Regions from separate parts of the Zea mays genome. Here region 2 is linked to region 1. The links are chromatin contacts, called in public Hi-C maps. All regions are on one chromosome and are shown on one strand. Each heading gives the region's core, a stretch centred on a gene start, on an enhancer-like site or on the middle of the called end of the contact. The rest is flanking DNA. Distances are from core to core; before and after follow the strand shown.

Region 1 (7,566 bases), core at 4,067-6,566:
TTCGACGTCGGTGAGCCAGTCACCAACAATATAGGCCTTTCCATTCTTCTTCTTGTGGAACCTCTTTTGCTTCCCATCCTTCCTCTTGAAGAATTTCTTTTCCTTCTTTTCATCATCACTGTCATCTTCTTTCTTGCCCTTGAACTTGTTCTTCTTGGGCTTGTTGCATTGATGAGCAAGATGACCAAGCTCACCACAGTTGTAGCAGTCCATCTCAGAGATGGGCTTTCTTTTGTTGGAAAAGAACTTCTTCTTCCTTGAATCAAATTTGATGCCTTCTCTATTTAGCTTCTTCAACATCTTGGTGGTCTTCCTTACCATCAAGGCAATGTTTGCATCAAGGTCATCATCACTTGAGGATTCTTCCTCAACTTGTATTTTTGCTTTTCCTTTTCTTTCATGATTTGCTTTGAGGGCCAAATCCTTTCTTTTGGAAGATGATTCTTCTTTGTCGTTGATGTGCATGTACATTTCATGGGCATTGATCTTTCCCAAAATTTGTGTAGGTGTGGTAACCGAAAGATCCATTTGATGTAGCACAGTGACAATGTGTCCATATTTGTCTATTGGGAGGACACTGAGAATCTTCCTCACAACATCCGGTTGTGAGATTTGAGTAAGCCCCAATCCATTGACTTCCTCTACAAGAATATTAAGTCGTGAGTACATAGCGTTTGCATTTTCATTAGCAAGCATTTCAAAAGAATTTAACTTTCGCATAGCTATGTGATATCTTTCCTCACGTTCACTTCTAGTTCCTTCGTGTAGAGCACAAATGTCCATCCACAAATCATGAGCATTTTTATGATTCCGAACTCTATTGAACACATCTTTGCAAAGGCCTCTAAAAAGGGTGTTTTTGGCCTTCGCATTCCATTTCTCATAATTGAACTCATCACCTACAAGATTTGTGGGATCTCTAGGTTGGGGAAACCCTTGTGTGGCGGCTTTATAGACACCAATGTCTATAGCCTCTAAGTATGCTTCCATACGAATTTTCCAATAAGGAAAATCGTCACCATCAAAAACGGGAGGAGGTCCATCCCCACCGGACATCGTAACTCTAGCGGTTAAGCTAATCTATGAGTAACAAGGCTCTGATACCAATTGAAAGGATCACGATGCCCAAGAGGGGGGGTGAATTGGGCTTTTCTAAAAATCAACACTAATTAAAACCTAAGCAAGAGCTAAACAAGAGCCCAACTTCACCCCAACAACTAGCACTAAGAAAATAATACTAGAAATGTAACAAGGCTAAAACAATGCTTCAAATACTTGCTAAACAAATACACAAAGTAAATAGCTTGAATTAAGTGCGGAATGTAAAGCAAAGTTTAGAAGACTCCTCCAATTTTTCCCGAGGTATCGAAGAGTCGGCGCTCTCCACTAGTCCTCGTTGGAGCACCCGCGCAAGGGTATCGCTCCCCCTTGGTCCTCGCAAGAACCAAGTGCTCACTACGAGATGATCCTTTGCCACTCCGGCGCGGTGGATCCCTCGAGACCGCTTACAAACTTGAGTCGGGTCACCAACAAGATCTTCACGGTGATCACCGAGCTCCCAACGCCACCAAGCCGTCTAGGTGATGCCGATCACCAAGAGTAACAAGCCATAGACTTTCGCTTGACCAAGAGAAGCCTAATGCAAGTGGTGTGTGCTCTAGGTGGCTCTCACTAGCGCTAATGAGGAACAAGCGCGGATTATGATTCTCTAATCTCCTCACTAGGCTTTTGGTGCTTGCAATACTCTACCAAGGTGCTGGAATAAATGTGGAGTGCAAGACATTGAATATGGTGGGTGGAAGGGGTATAAATAGCCCTCACCCACCAACTAGCCGTTACAGGAAACTTGCTGCGCGATGGCGCACCGGACAGTCCGGTGCGCCACCGGTGCGCCAACGGTGCGCCACCGGTGCGCCAACGGTCACTTCCAACGGCTAGTTCTGACACAGAGCCGTTGGACTCATGGCGCACCGGACAGTGAACAGTCCACTGTCCGGTGCACACCGGACAGTCCGGTGCGATGTCCGGTGTGCCACTAAAATTCATCTCCGAAGGCAGCGCTCTCGGGTTTCTGCGACTGGGAAGGCTCTGCTGTGAACCAGCCTGGTCCCACCTGACAGAGGGTGCACCGGACAGTCCGGTGCACACCGGACAGTCCGGTGCCCCAAAGCCAGAAACCCTAAGTCTTGTTTTTCAAATGATTTTCAAATCGGTTTTCGCTCTAACTTGTATGTGAGTTCTAGAGTGACACCTAGCACTGTGTATGAGTGTGATTGTGCACCAACACTACACTAGAACTCTCTTGGTCAAACTACTCATCGACAACCCCTCTTTATAGTACGGCTAAAAGAGAATAAAAGACCTAACTAAATCGCGAGTGTCCACATCTCCTTGACACTCGGACTCCGTAGACCTTCACCTTTTGTTCCGTCGTTTTAGCCGTCGCTTCGAGTTCTTATCTCCGGGATTGCTTTCACATTGTAGTGCTTTTACCTGTCATGTGACCTAACTTACCATTTGTCTCTGCAAAACACACGTTAGTCACATATAATATTACGTTGTCATTAATCACTAAAACCAACCAGGGGCCTAGATGCTTTCAGTTAGAAATCGAACCACCGACCTCACCCCTCACACGCAGTGGCGGACGTAGGTCGAGAATTTATGGGGGGCCAAAAACACCACACGACAAAATCAAGCGAGATTATTAAAAAACTTAGCAAAGATACTGCTAAGTTTTTTATGACCGAATCAAAGTCGTGTACATTGTCAAATGTCAATCTCCTAGAAGGGCAGAGGTGCCAGTAAAGGGGTGGGGTCAAGCGACGTCTCCAGCTCAGAGATGGGGCTTGCTGTTTTGCCAAGCTTGTTGGTCACGAAGACGGGTCGCATCATTGTGACGAGCGAGACTTGACTTTATCGAGCGGGCCGGTGTCGCAACGACGACGGGGCGGGGGTGGAGGCGCCAGAAAGGGGCGGGGTCGGACAGCGTTGGGTCAGGTGGAGGCGGAGGTCGAAACCGGTATCAAGGCAAACTGGTTTAGGTGGCGTCGAAAAGATTAAGGTCGAAGTGATAGATGCGAGGACTCGGTTGGAGAGGATCTGACGAGGAGGCTCTTGACAAGATTATTTTAGGCAGCTAATTGTTAAATGGTTTTAGCTAGGTTGAGGCAGCTAACAACTAATGATTATTTGAAGGGTATAGCTAAAAATTAGTGCGTTAATTAGTTGATTCATTCTAAATTTTTAATTTTAGCCGCTAGCCATTTGTTTTTTAGTTTAGAATAGGACTATATCTTATCAAAACTTTTATTTTTTTCTTCACTTAATAATAAATGGTCATTATGTATAATAGGTTGTATAAAATTGAGGGGGGCCATGACCCACTTTACCCCCTGCTCACGCGTATCATCCACTACCACTCTGCATATGTCATGCTTTGTGTTTAGTCTGTAGTTTTGTCCACATATTACAACCAACTGAGTGTAAATTGCTTATTTAAGACCGTAAACGAATTCAAATAAAAAAGTAGTCAACTACAAAGTTGAATGACTTTTGAAGTTCTACAACTTTCATTTTGACACTTTTTCATCCAAGGTCGTTTGCAAAATTTGAATTTTAAATTTGACAAATTTAGATGCAATTTTTGAGAACCGAAATGAGTTCAAATAAGAAAGTTGTCAACTACAAAGTTTCATAACTTTTAGAGATATACAACTTTAATTCTGGTGGTTTTATCATACGAGGTCATTTGAAAAACTCAAAAAATTAAGGATAAAAATGATTTCTAGTGGCAGTTCTTAAGAAAAATCGAAAAATTAAGGATAAAAATGGATTTCTATAGGCAGTTTTCTTAAGTAATTGCCTGTAGAAATACAATTTCTAGTGGCTGTTTTTAAGGAACCGCCACTAAAAATAACACAGGCGGTTGATAACCGAATCCGTATGTAAAAATATATCACCCCGTAGGCTTTGAGCTTTTTTCTACTAGTGGTCGATACCGGTCGTCTGTTGTTACGTGTCATTTTTGCATTATTGATCTGCATCGCTTTGGCCGTTTAAAGTTTAGCAAAAATCAGCCCTACAAATAGAGAAGGTGTTTAGGTTCATTCATACCCTCAACTCTCCAATAGGATGTTTCTGTCCATCCCTGTTTTCTAAATACACAACCTTTGTTTCTATACCCATGCTCTTCTTCTGAAGATGGAGAATAAAAGGCCGATAAGTACACATATATTTTTAATGAATTCCGCACATTTTTAGGTCCATGCATGGCCGCTACACTCTGTGGCCCTTATTGATGCAACGACAAGAAGTGGTCGACTTTTTGGGTCCGAATAACCAAGTTCCACACTACCGCACCCTCAAGCAGCTAAAGGATCGGTGGTCGATGAGCAATCGAAATTGAAGATCGCCCTCTTTTAAAGTACACACAACTGTTTGTGTGCGGCCCGACCGAGTGGAGCAGAGCTTCCGCAACAAGCCTACAGAAGCTGAGTTCAAACTAAAGCACACATGACGCGCTCTTTGCCATCAGTCAAGTGGTGCACAAGGCAAAGTGGCGACGACTCCAGTGATGGAAGCAAAAGATCTCGTCTCAACTTGGATGACAATTATAGCTCCACGCTGTACGAAAGTGTGGGCGTGCCACGCCCTATCAGCCGCGATAGGGCAAGAGCTTACGGAAGGGGAATAGGCTAGCAACAGGTAGCAGCGAGTCACAGTTACAGAGAAAATGGTATTGAAGAAGCTGAACAAGGCTAGCCAGGAGGATTACTCTAATTAAATTGCTTGAGTAATTCAACGAATTATTGAATCGCTCTAGCGTCGATATATATAGACGAAGACATTAAAAGTGCTTACAAGTTAGCCTTAAAAAGTGGACAAAGCAACTAGAATTAGACGAGTAAGAAGAAGAGAGGGAAGAGAAATATGACGAAGATGAGTAGTGGTGACTGGTGTATTGGCTATTTATACGAATTATATAGCTTTTTTTGCATTTTAATTGTTTTCATGAACTATATAAATTTTATTTGCTTAAGCGTGTACTCGGATAAATTTATATTGTAATAGAACATCGTGTTTTATTTCAATCAAAAGTCTATAAAAAAGTGATGTGACGCGCTGATATGGTTGACAATATTCGGATAGGCACCATGGTCAATATCTTGGGTTTGGAAGCAGCCTAACCCGCTAGTCATTCATTTGGCTCGCTGCATTGCCGTTGAGCGACGAAGACCAGAGACTGACTGACTTGTGGACAGTCGCTTTGTTTGTGCAAGTGGACAGATTCGTAGATAGGTGGTTACTAGAGTAGATACTACTCGAAGTGTGGATGACTTGAGATGATGGCTTGGTTACGGTGCCGGGGCGGCTACCCAATTGTCAACAGGGCGGCCCTGAAGAAAATATCAATAGGCCTCACCACTTGGGTCCTTGGGAATCTTCATGTGTACTTGGCCATATGCATGCGCAAGACTTCCATTGTTCATCTTCTTCATCGTCTGAATATTCCTCTTCCTCGCGGTCCCAGGTGCCAGGTCACAACTCTCTTAAAGCTATCTCCAACGCGATGACATGCCACTACTAGAAAAAAAAACTCTATAACTATGATGAGGTCTAATTTTTATAGACAGATTTAGTTATCAAACGTTAGTGAAATAAAATAGTCGGCCCGATTCAAAGAAGCGTAAGTGGAAACACGTTTTTCATGGTGGTTTCTCAAGAAAATCATCACTAGAAGTACTTTAAAATCATTTTTCGATTTTTTTCAAATGACATCGTATGGAAAACCATCAAAATAAAAGTTATAGATCTTTAAAAGTTATCAAACTTTTTAATCGACAACTTTTTGGTTTTGAAATGCATTTGAATATGCCATATTTAGAATGCATTTTTTTTTTTGCAAACGACCTCGAATGCAAAGGTACTAAAATAAAAGTTGTAGAATTTAAAAAGTTATTTAATTTTATAGTTGACAACATTTTCGTTTGTAGCCTCAAACAGTTAATTTACACTTGATTTGTTCTAATATGTAGTAGGCAACAAAGCCACAATCTTGACTCAAGTATATTGTGGGTGGAGTGGCAGAAGAGGATATGTGCGAGTGTGATATATTTATATTTCTCGAAAAAGATTTGTATCGGCGGTTTCTTACCTTAACCACCAGTGAAAATATTTTTACTGGCAGTTCTCGACAAACCGTCAAATAAAAATAGGTTAAGAACTATCTGTATCAGTGGTCTCAACCTCCACGTCCGCGCTCGGTATCCAGAATTCCAGATTAGTGCAATTGGTGGGGCGCGCGGGTGGGCAGAGCATCCTTCAGAAAGCATAGGATAGGATTGCACACGTTGCCACCTTCTTTCACAAGCTTGTTATTCTTGAACACGGGCATAGATTCTTGTCCATTTATAATCGAAGAGTATGCTTTGGAGCAGCGTCAACAAACTTTTTTATTCCATTATGATGTTTTCATGTCAGTTAACATTACTTGCATATGTAGTGATAAGGATATAAACATTGAACTCTTGTGAACAAATGAAAAACTAGATCGATTTTTATCCAAAACTTTAGGTTGTGTTTGGTTTCAGGTCAAAGTAGGATGAGACTCCTCGATTTTTTAGATCACACTGTCATCAAAAATTAATTTGGTCACGTGACTCAAGACTATAGAAAATATAGTCGCCCTTTCCAATCCTCCTTATACGTACATCTTCATAGCTAGGGTTCCCGGCGTGGACCTGAAACTGCCTCAATGGAATGCCGCCGGCCGGCTAGTACACGGGGAGGAGGAAGCCAGGAAGTACATGAGTTGGCGTGCCTAGCTAGATCCAACGCGTGGGATTCAGGTGTCCGTGTGGATCTGGAAGCCGCCATGCATGGGAGCACGGGAGCAAGCAAGGGGTGGTTGCAGGCGGGGTTGCAAGGGAGAAGATGGAGTGTAGAGACAGATAAAAGTGGGAGGCACTATTACTGAGTACTAGCGTCTGAATAAAACGAAGGAACTGATAGTTGTTTTCCTGATCTCAGCTTTCTCTCCTAAACTTTCCATTTTCCTCTCTTCTCCATTGATTCGGAATCCGGCGTCAATCCAAACAGACACCCGTGCAAACACCCACATAACTATCGCATTTTCGTTGTCTGCAAAAGCTAAAAAAAAGTCTGGCACGCACGGCTCGTTATGCATGTGCGCTTAAACGCAAAAAATAGTGGGACGGGTCAATCCGAGCCGGGCGCGTAGTGTTTGATTTCTAGAGCTAATTTTTAATACTTCTATTTTATTTTATTTTAGTTCTTAAATTGTTTAATTCGGAAAGTAAAATAGAGTTTTAGTTTTTATATTTGTTAATTTAGAAACTAAAATGTAATAAAATGGAGAGATTAAAAATATTAGTCACTAGAAACCAAACACCATCTTAATATGCGCGTGAAAAGGTAGACTTAAAGCAACTCTAAAATAAGATGTAAACTTACCTTAAAATAAATATTAGAGGGAAAAACTGAATTCGCTTGCTCAAACAGTTCATGTATTCGCCTCTGAAAAGTTCCGCATCCCGTATGGAC
Region 2 (6,992 bases), core at 4,475-6,974, 68 kb after region 1:
GTAGGGTCAGCTTTGATCAGCCGACCATATGTGCTTTGCCCTTGCGCCTCTTTCCTTGCTTTGTGTGGAGGCTGAAGCCTTTGTCCATAGGCGGATTGTCCGGCTGAGTTAGCCGGACCGTCTGTCTGAGCACCGGACCGTCCGCACGTAGGTGCCGGACCATCTGCGATGCTCGGGCCAGGCTGTCGTGCTTGGCTTATTAATTGTGCCTGCCCCCCGGCGCCTTCGGACTTTTTAGGTCCGGAGCCTTTCGAGCAATCTCTTTTTGTGATATATTTGACATGCGAGGATCGCCAATGACGATGCCCTTGCCTTTGCCTTTATGGGCCATTTCGGGTCGAACCAAGACCTTTTTGCATATGAGTTATATTGTATTAACAGAAAATGGTTGTGTGTCTACTTGCATCTCCTGAAAAGACAACCGGCCCTCATTTATGGCCGATTGTATCTGTCGACGAAAAACATTACAATCATTGGTGGCATGAGAAAAGGAATTATGCCACTTACAATGAGCACACCTCTTTAATTCGTCAGGGGGAGGAATAATATGAGTTAATTTAATGTTACCGTTTTTAGTAACTCGTCAAATATTTTATCGCATTTGGCAACATTAAAAGTAAACTTAACTTTTTCTTGTCGATTCTTTCGAATCGACTGTAAAGCATAACATGTGGAAGGTTTAGCCTGTCCTGGCCAAACCAGTTCGGCGGTGTATACATTCGTGAATTCATCGTCCGAATTATCGTATCCCACTAGATGCATCTTATGGCTAGCCGATTTTGATGTTTCCTTACTTCGGCTTTCACAGGTCATAGCTCGCTGGTGTAAGTGCACTAGCGAAAAGAATTGGGTGCCGTCTAATTTTTCTTTTAAGTAGGGTCGCAACCCATTGAAAGCCAGTCCTGTTAGCTGTTTTCCGCGACACGGATCTGAAAGCATCGGTTTCTAGTGTCCCGGAACCTCCGGATATAGTCATTAATCGATTCTTCAGGCCCCTGTCGGACTGAAGCTAAGTTAGCCAATTCTAACTCATGTGCTCCTGAGAAGAAGTGTTCATGAAATTTCCGCTCTAATTCTTCCCAAGAGTTAATAGAATTCGGTGGCAAGGCTGCGTACCATGCGAATGCGGTATCAGTAAGGGACAACGAGAATAAACGAACGCGGTAAGCTTCCCCATTAGCCAATTCTCCCAAGTGTGCTATGAATTGGCTTATATGTTCGTGCGTGCTTTTCCCACCTTCACCAGAAAATTTAGAGAAGTCTGGTATCCTAGTCCCCTGTGGATACGACACGATGTCGAATCGGTGGCTATAAGGCTTCCGATACGATTGACCTGTACTTGACATACTAACACCGAGTTTGTCCCTGAACATTCCGGCTACCTCATCTCTAATCCTCTCCGCCATGTCTGGCGACCACCCATTAAGTTTGTGGGTGGAAATCTCAGGTTGCCTAACATCACTCTGTCGGCTTTCCTCCCAGGGATGTCCGAGGTGTGTGTTAGATGTCCTATTAATATCACCAGCTCCTGCCCTATACCTCTCAGGCTCTCTAGTGGCCGAACAGTATTCAGCCCTGTGTCCATGAGGTGGCATGGCATGGTTATAATGTGTTGCTGGTGGGTACCATATTGTTGCTGCGATGAGTGTGGGAATGGTTGTGCAACTCTTGGTTCCGCGTACGCATACCCGGACAGTCCGGCGTAAGGGGACGGATGGTCCGCAACCGGGCCAAACGGTCCGAAGGTGTGTCCGGACTATCCAGCCGTATATGGTGCTGCCTGGGTAGTCTCGTACCCGGACCGTCCGTCGTAAAGGGCTGGACGGTTTGTGATCGGGCCGAATGGTCCAGGGCTGTACCCGAACGATTCGATCATATATGGCACGACTTGGGCGGTCTATGCGTGGACTCGTGTATAGTCGGATGGTCCGGTGTAATACGCTGGTCGGTTTATGCCATATCCGGACGGTCCGACATAAGATAGCGGACGATCCGCAACATATCCGGACGGTCCGACATAAGGTACCGAACGGTCCGTGACATATCCAGACGGTCCGGCGTAATGTACCGGACGATCCGTGATGGGGCCGAATTGTTCGGGGTTGTACTAGGATGGTCCGACCATGCACGGTGCGACCTGAGCGTTTTGTGTGCGGGCCTGCGTCGGGTCGGACGGTCCGGCAAAATACGCCGGACGGTCCGCGGTATAACCGGACTGTCTGAGATGATGCTCGGACGGTCCGGCTGCGTCCAGTACTTGTCGCGTGCCTAATGGCAGCGGCTGTGATGGTGACACGAAAGCGTGCATCGGCATACCACATGATGGTTGGGTCAAGGGTGACCCATTTGTAGCCGATGCGCTTGGTGCGGGTGGCTCTGTATTAGACTCACGCGATGGAAAACTAGGAGCAGTTGATTTCTCGTATGAACGTAAATGCATTTTAATAGATTCATCTACATATTGCTTTAACTGATCTCCTTGTTGATCCATGAAAGTCGTAAGAGATAGATCTGGAGTACTTACAGCAGGACCCTGAAGTGGAGGTAGGCGAGCTTTCATATCGATCTCCCCTTGACGGATGATCTTCTGGTGGCAATCCACCGTGAAGTGTGACAAAGACTTTTCTGTCGCCTCCTTGCGTCGTTCGGAGAGTTTATGCAGCAATTCTGCCTCCTCCTTGTCACGTTGTTCGTTCCATTGCCGCATCACCTCCTTCTCATCGCGCATTATGAGGTCCTCAAAGGGTCTTTGGTCATCAGCCGGGAGCGCCTCCATGGCCGGCTTGATGATGTTGGTGGTGGAGATCTTGGTGTGATCCTTAGAACCGGCCATCTATGGACCGATTTTTAGTAGATCTAGATATCTAGTCCCCAGCGGAGTCGCCAAAAGTATGTTGACACCTTTTCGAGCGCCAATCACTATAACGAGAACCGGCGGCGGTGCCCTCTGCAAAGGCGCGGACGGTCCGCGGCCCGGGGCCGGACGGTCCGCGACCTGGTACAGGGGCTTGGGTTCCCTGCCTGACAGCCGGACGGTCCGCGTCTAGATGCCGGATGGTCCGCACGTGCGCAGGGGCGGCGAAGGTCGCGGCGGCGCCTGGATCTCGCTCCTGGGAGGAACCCCGTCGGAGAGGAGAGATCCTAGGTGTTGTCTAGGCTCGTTAGGCCGACCTAGACTCCTCTAATCGACATAGAGTCGAAGAGAAGCGGAGAATTTGGGGGATTGAAATACTAAATTAGGGCTAAACTAGAGCTACTCCTAATGCATAAGGTAAAAAAGAGAAATAGACTTGATTTGATCGATTGTTGGGAGTTCAATCGACCGTAGCCTTTCATCTATATAAAGGGGAGGACTGGATCCGCTTCAAATTGTTTCACGAGTTAATTCCACGGTTTTAGGCAACAAATCCTGTGAGAAACTAGGAACCCTAACTGAGGCGCGGACCGTCTGGACCGCGGACGAGGCCGGACCATCCGCTTAAACACCTTGCTACCAATGCTATACTGGCACATCGATCTATTATTTCGACAATAGTAATAAGATGGTTATTATTATGGTCAGCGACAGAGCTGTACTGATGATGGACCTGGACGTGAACGACGACGACGTACGTGAGCACGTAAAACGATACTTTATACGTTTATCTTAAGACAAAAAAAGTAGAGCAAAACTTGGACCTTCTTCCTAGCTAGCTAGCAAGTCCAGTGTCCAGGTTCTCCTCCTCCTAGCTGCTACTAGGTCCTAGTAGCCACCTTCCTCAACGACATGGACACGATAATGCGTTGGAAACCGAGATGCCGGACGCAAAAAAGTCTCTCGCCACATTAATAACTGCTGTTCCTCCCCGGCAGCTGACGGTCCGTCGTCCGTGATGCCACGATAGACTCATATATATATGTGGTGGCCGGCCGGGCCCGGGCCGCAACGGATTGCGGCGCCCCGTGGGTTCACATGTGCGCGAACTGTGTGTCATGGCGTGACGGGGACGTCGCCGCGCGTGTTGTATTGCACCATGGTGCAGAGAGTATACTAGAATTAGGTTATATCCTGGGTGGTAGTAGACTGTGGTGGCCTAGAGGATCCAGTACATGGGAGAGACTACGATCCGTCCCCAGCCCTCGAGGTTTTCTGCGCGACGAAGGTAACGGACGACGCAGTCAATCACGACGAAAACCAGCGTGGAAAACTTACTCTTCCAAGCCAATTTAAACCGATTAAACTCCTCGTATGGGTCAGCTCAACTTGTTAGCCATATACACGCCATCGCAAGCAAGTAGTCGGCCGATCGAGTAACAAGGAACAGGAACAGTTGTACGCCTTGCGGAAACGAAGACAGCAGACAGACGGATTTCCAGGTCCGGTCTCGCAAAATCTTTGTAGAAACCTCTGCACAAGTACTAGAACGCAAAGGTAACGACAAGCCGCGCGCCTGCATGCGACGTGTCAGTCAAAAGAAGAACAGCGCTTCTGCTTACATACGGCGGCCTAATCAATCAAAAACCTCGGCAACAAAGGTGGTCATAAAGAAACGGTGCAAGTACGTACTGATCCTCGCCCCCCGTGCGGCGAGCACTATGAAAGGATGTTTGGTCAGTCAGAATTAGGCAACGGCGGCGGCACGGCGATACGTATATACTACTTACTTGTTGGTAGCTAGTTCGCCGGATTATTCTGATTCCATTAGTTTGGGCCTCCGGAGCTCACCTAGCAAGGAAATTAAGCCGCAGCCATCAGGAGCGACCTTTCCCTCACCTAGACTAGAGCTACCAGCAGTACCACCACATGCGCATGCTCTTCTCTCTCTTTTTTCTTTTCTTTTTTTTGTAAAAAAAAGTTTGTTTAGAAAACAGAAACAGAGAAAGTCTAAAATCTGCCGGATTAATTAGTGCTAACTAAGCTACCACTACCAGGCTCTCGCTCTTCCGACCAGAAAGGCTGGTCAACAAGCTAAAGTCGTCAATTGGTCCCCCCGCCGATCTTTCCTAGGCATGTGTGGTGGTGTATTTTCTTGACTTCCGGAGCCACCGCCACCCAACCTGCAGGCGACCATCGCCGTCATCCTCTCGCGGCTCATCCGCAGGCCGACATGCTATCCGAGGCCAACCAAGGCTTCGCTCACCCGCCTCCGTCCCACCCGACTCGTGACAAATAGGCGTACCAGCACTGAAAAAAAATATTTCAGCAGAGAGGCAGAGGCCACGGCGTCGGCGTCGCCATCACGGTCAGTCACGTCTTCTCCTGCTGGTCCATCGGCAACCTCCAGTGCGCTTCGTCGTCGTCGTCCTCCGACCCCCGCCCCGGGCCCCACCACTCGCCTATTCTTCTAGTAGTTGTAGCAGCAGTATTCCCCCGCCACATTCGCGTGCGCGAATTCCACGGCCCCTTGTTTGTTTATGCGGTCTCTCGTCTCGCCTCAGCTCAGCTGCTGATTCGATCGCCGCGCGACCGGAGAAGAGGACAGGCGCGTGTGCGAGTGATGGCGACGTGCGCTGGGCTGGCACTGGCAGCGCCTCTCTCTCTCTCTCTCTCTCTCTCTCTCTCTCTCTCTCTCTCTCTCTCTCTCTCTCTCTCTCTCTCTCTCTCTCTCTCTCTTCTTCTAGCCGATGAGACCGCCCGGACGGACCATCCTCCTTCGATATTCCCGGCCGGGTCGTCGAGTCCCCCAGTCCCCAGTCCTTATATAAATCACGCCATGTCCCGAGCAATCGCCACTCCAACTCTCAAGCGTCTCTACTCCTCTTCCTCCTCTCTCTACTCTCCAAGTTCTCTTCTCCGTCGACCGCTCTACACGTCTCTTGTCGACCTGGACACCGAGGTGGAAGAAGGAAGCAGTCAGCAGATGGATCCATGGATCAGCAGCCAGCCTTCTCTGAGCCTTGACCTGCGCGTCGGCCTGCCGCCGCTCAGCCTCCACCACCAGGCGCCGGTGGCCGTCGCCTTGCCCAGGCCCAAGCTGCTCGTCGAGGAGAACTTCCTCCTGCCGCCTCCAAAGAAAGAACCAGAGGTACGCATATATACACTACACTCCGATCCTATGTGCGACGCAAGCATGCACCCACCCCACCTGGACTGGACGGAGACGGCGGGCGTGACGACGAGCAAAGACTCTAACGGACTGTCCCCTTGATTTGATCCCAGGTCGCGGCTCTCGAGACGGAGCTGCAGCGGATGGGCGAGGAGAACCGGCGCCTGGCGGAGGCGCTGGCCGAGGTGGCCTCCAAGTACGAGGCGCTGCGGGGGCAGTACACGGAGATGGTGGCCGCGGCGGCCACGGCCTGCGGGAACCACCCGTCGTCCACGTCGGAGGGCGGGTCCGTGTCGCCGTCGCGGAAGCGCAAGAGCGAGAGCACGGACACCGCGCCGCCCGCGCAGCAGCTACTGCACCAGCACTACCCGGCGGTGGCGCCGGACCAGACGGAGTGCACCTCGGGCGAGCCGTGCAAGCGCATCCGGGAGGCGGAGTGCAAGCCCAGGGTGTCGAAGCTGCACGTGCACGCCGACCCGGCCGACCTCAGCCTGGTGGTCAAGGACGGGTACCAGTGGCGCAAGTACGGGCAGAAGGTTACCAAGGACAACCCCTGCCCGCGGGCCTACTTCCGCTGCTCCTTCGCCCCGGCCTGCCCAGTCAAGAAGAAGGTGCAGCGCAGCGCCGACGACCCCACCATCCTGGTCGCCACGTACGAGGGCGACCACAACCACGGCCAGCCCCCGCCACAGGCGCAGGCGCCGCACGACGGCTCCAGCCCTGGCGCCAGCAAGAAGCCGCCGTCGCCGCCGAGGCCGGTCGCCGCCGCTCCGGCGCCGCTCCACCACCAGCAGGTCCAGCAGCACCAGCAGCAGCAGGCGGTTGGCGCGGTGAAATGCGAGCCGCCCGTGGCCGCGGCGGCGTCGGAGCTCATCCGGCGGAACCTCGCGGAGCAGATGGCCATGACGCTGACGCGGGACCCCAGCTTCAAGGCGGCGTTCGTCACCGCGCTGTCCGGCCGGCTCT

Evidence for each region. Hi-C and Micro-C count contacts between places; a contact is called where the count stands out from the background.
Region 2: a contact with region 1 is called in a Hi-C map of leaf, with 7 times the contacts expected there. The contact joins the promoter of LOC100279570 here to the enhancer-like site in region 1. A contact is called at or near these places in 3 of 25 Hi-C or Micro-C datasets (bundle sheath and leaf) and 1 of 3 datasets of contacts at active chromatin or transcription factors (seedling).

The regions. Positions count from the first base shown.
Region 1 is chr5:94,833,630-94,841,195 of Zm-B73-REFERENCE-NAM-5.0, forward strand. No RefSeq gene overlaps it. Among protein-coding and RNA genes, the nearest start is that of LOC103626716, 8.1 kb to the right of the region's middle. Within about 2 kb of position 5,317, at least 8 of the 20 cell types and tissues checked have an H3K27ac peak or open chromatin away from gene starts, as enhancers often do. A contact at or near this core is called in bundle sheath and leaf, where this site is marked.
Region 2 is chr5:94,901,513-94,908,504 of Zm-B73-REFERENCE-NAM-5.0, forward strand. It overlaps LOC100279570, which reads left to right and starts at 5,725. Exons shown (of 2, transcript NM_001152567.1): 1 at 5,725-6,005; 2 at 6,140-6,992. The coding sequence starts at 5,841.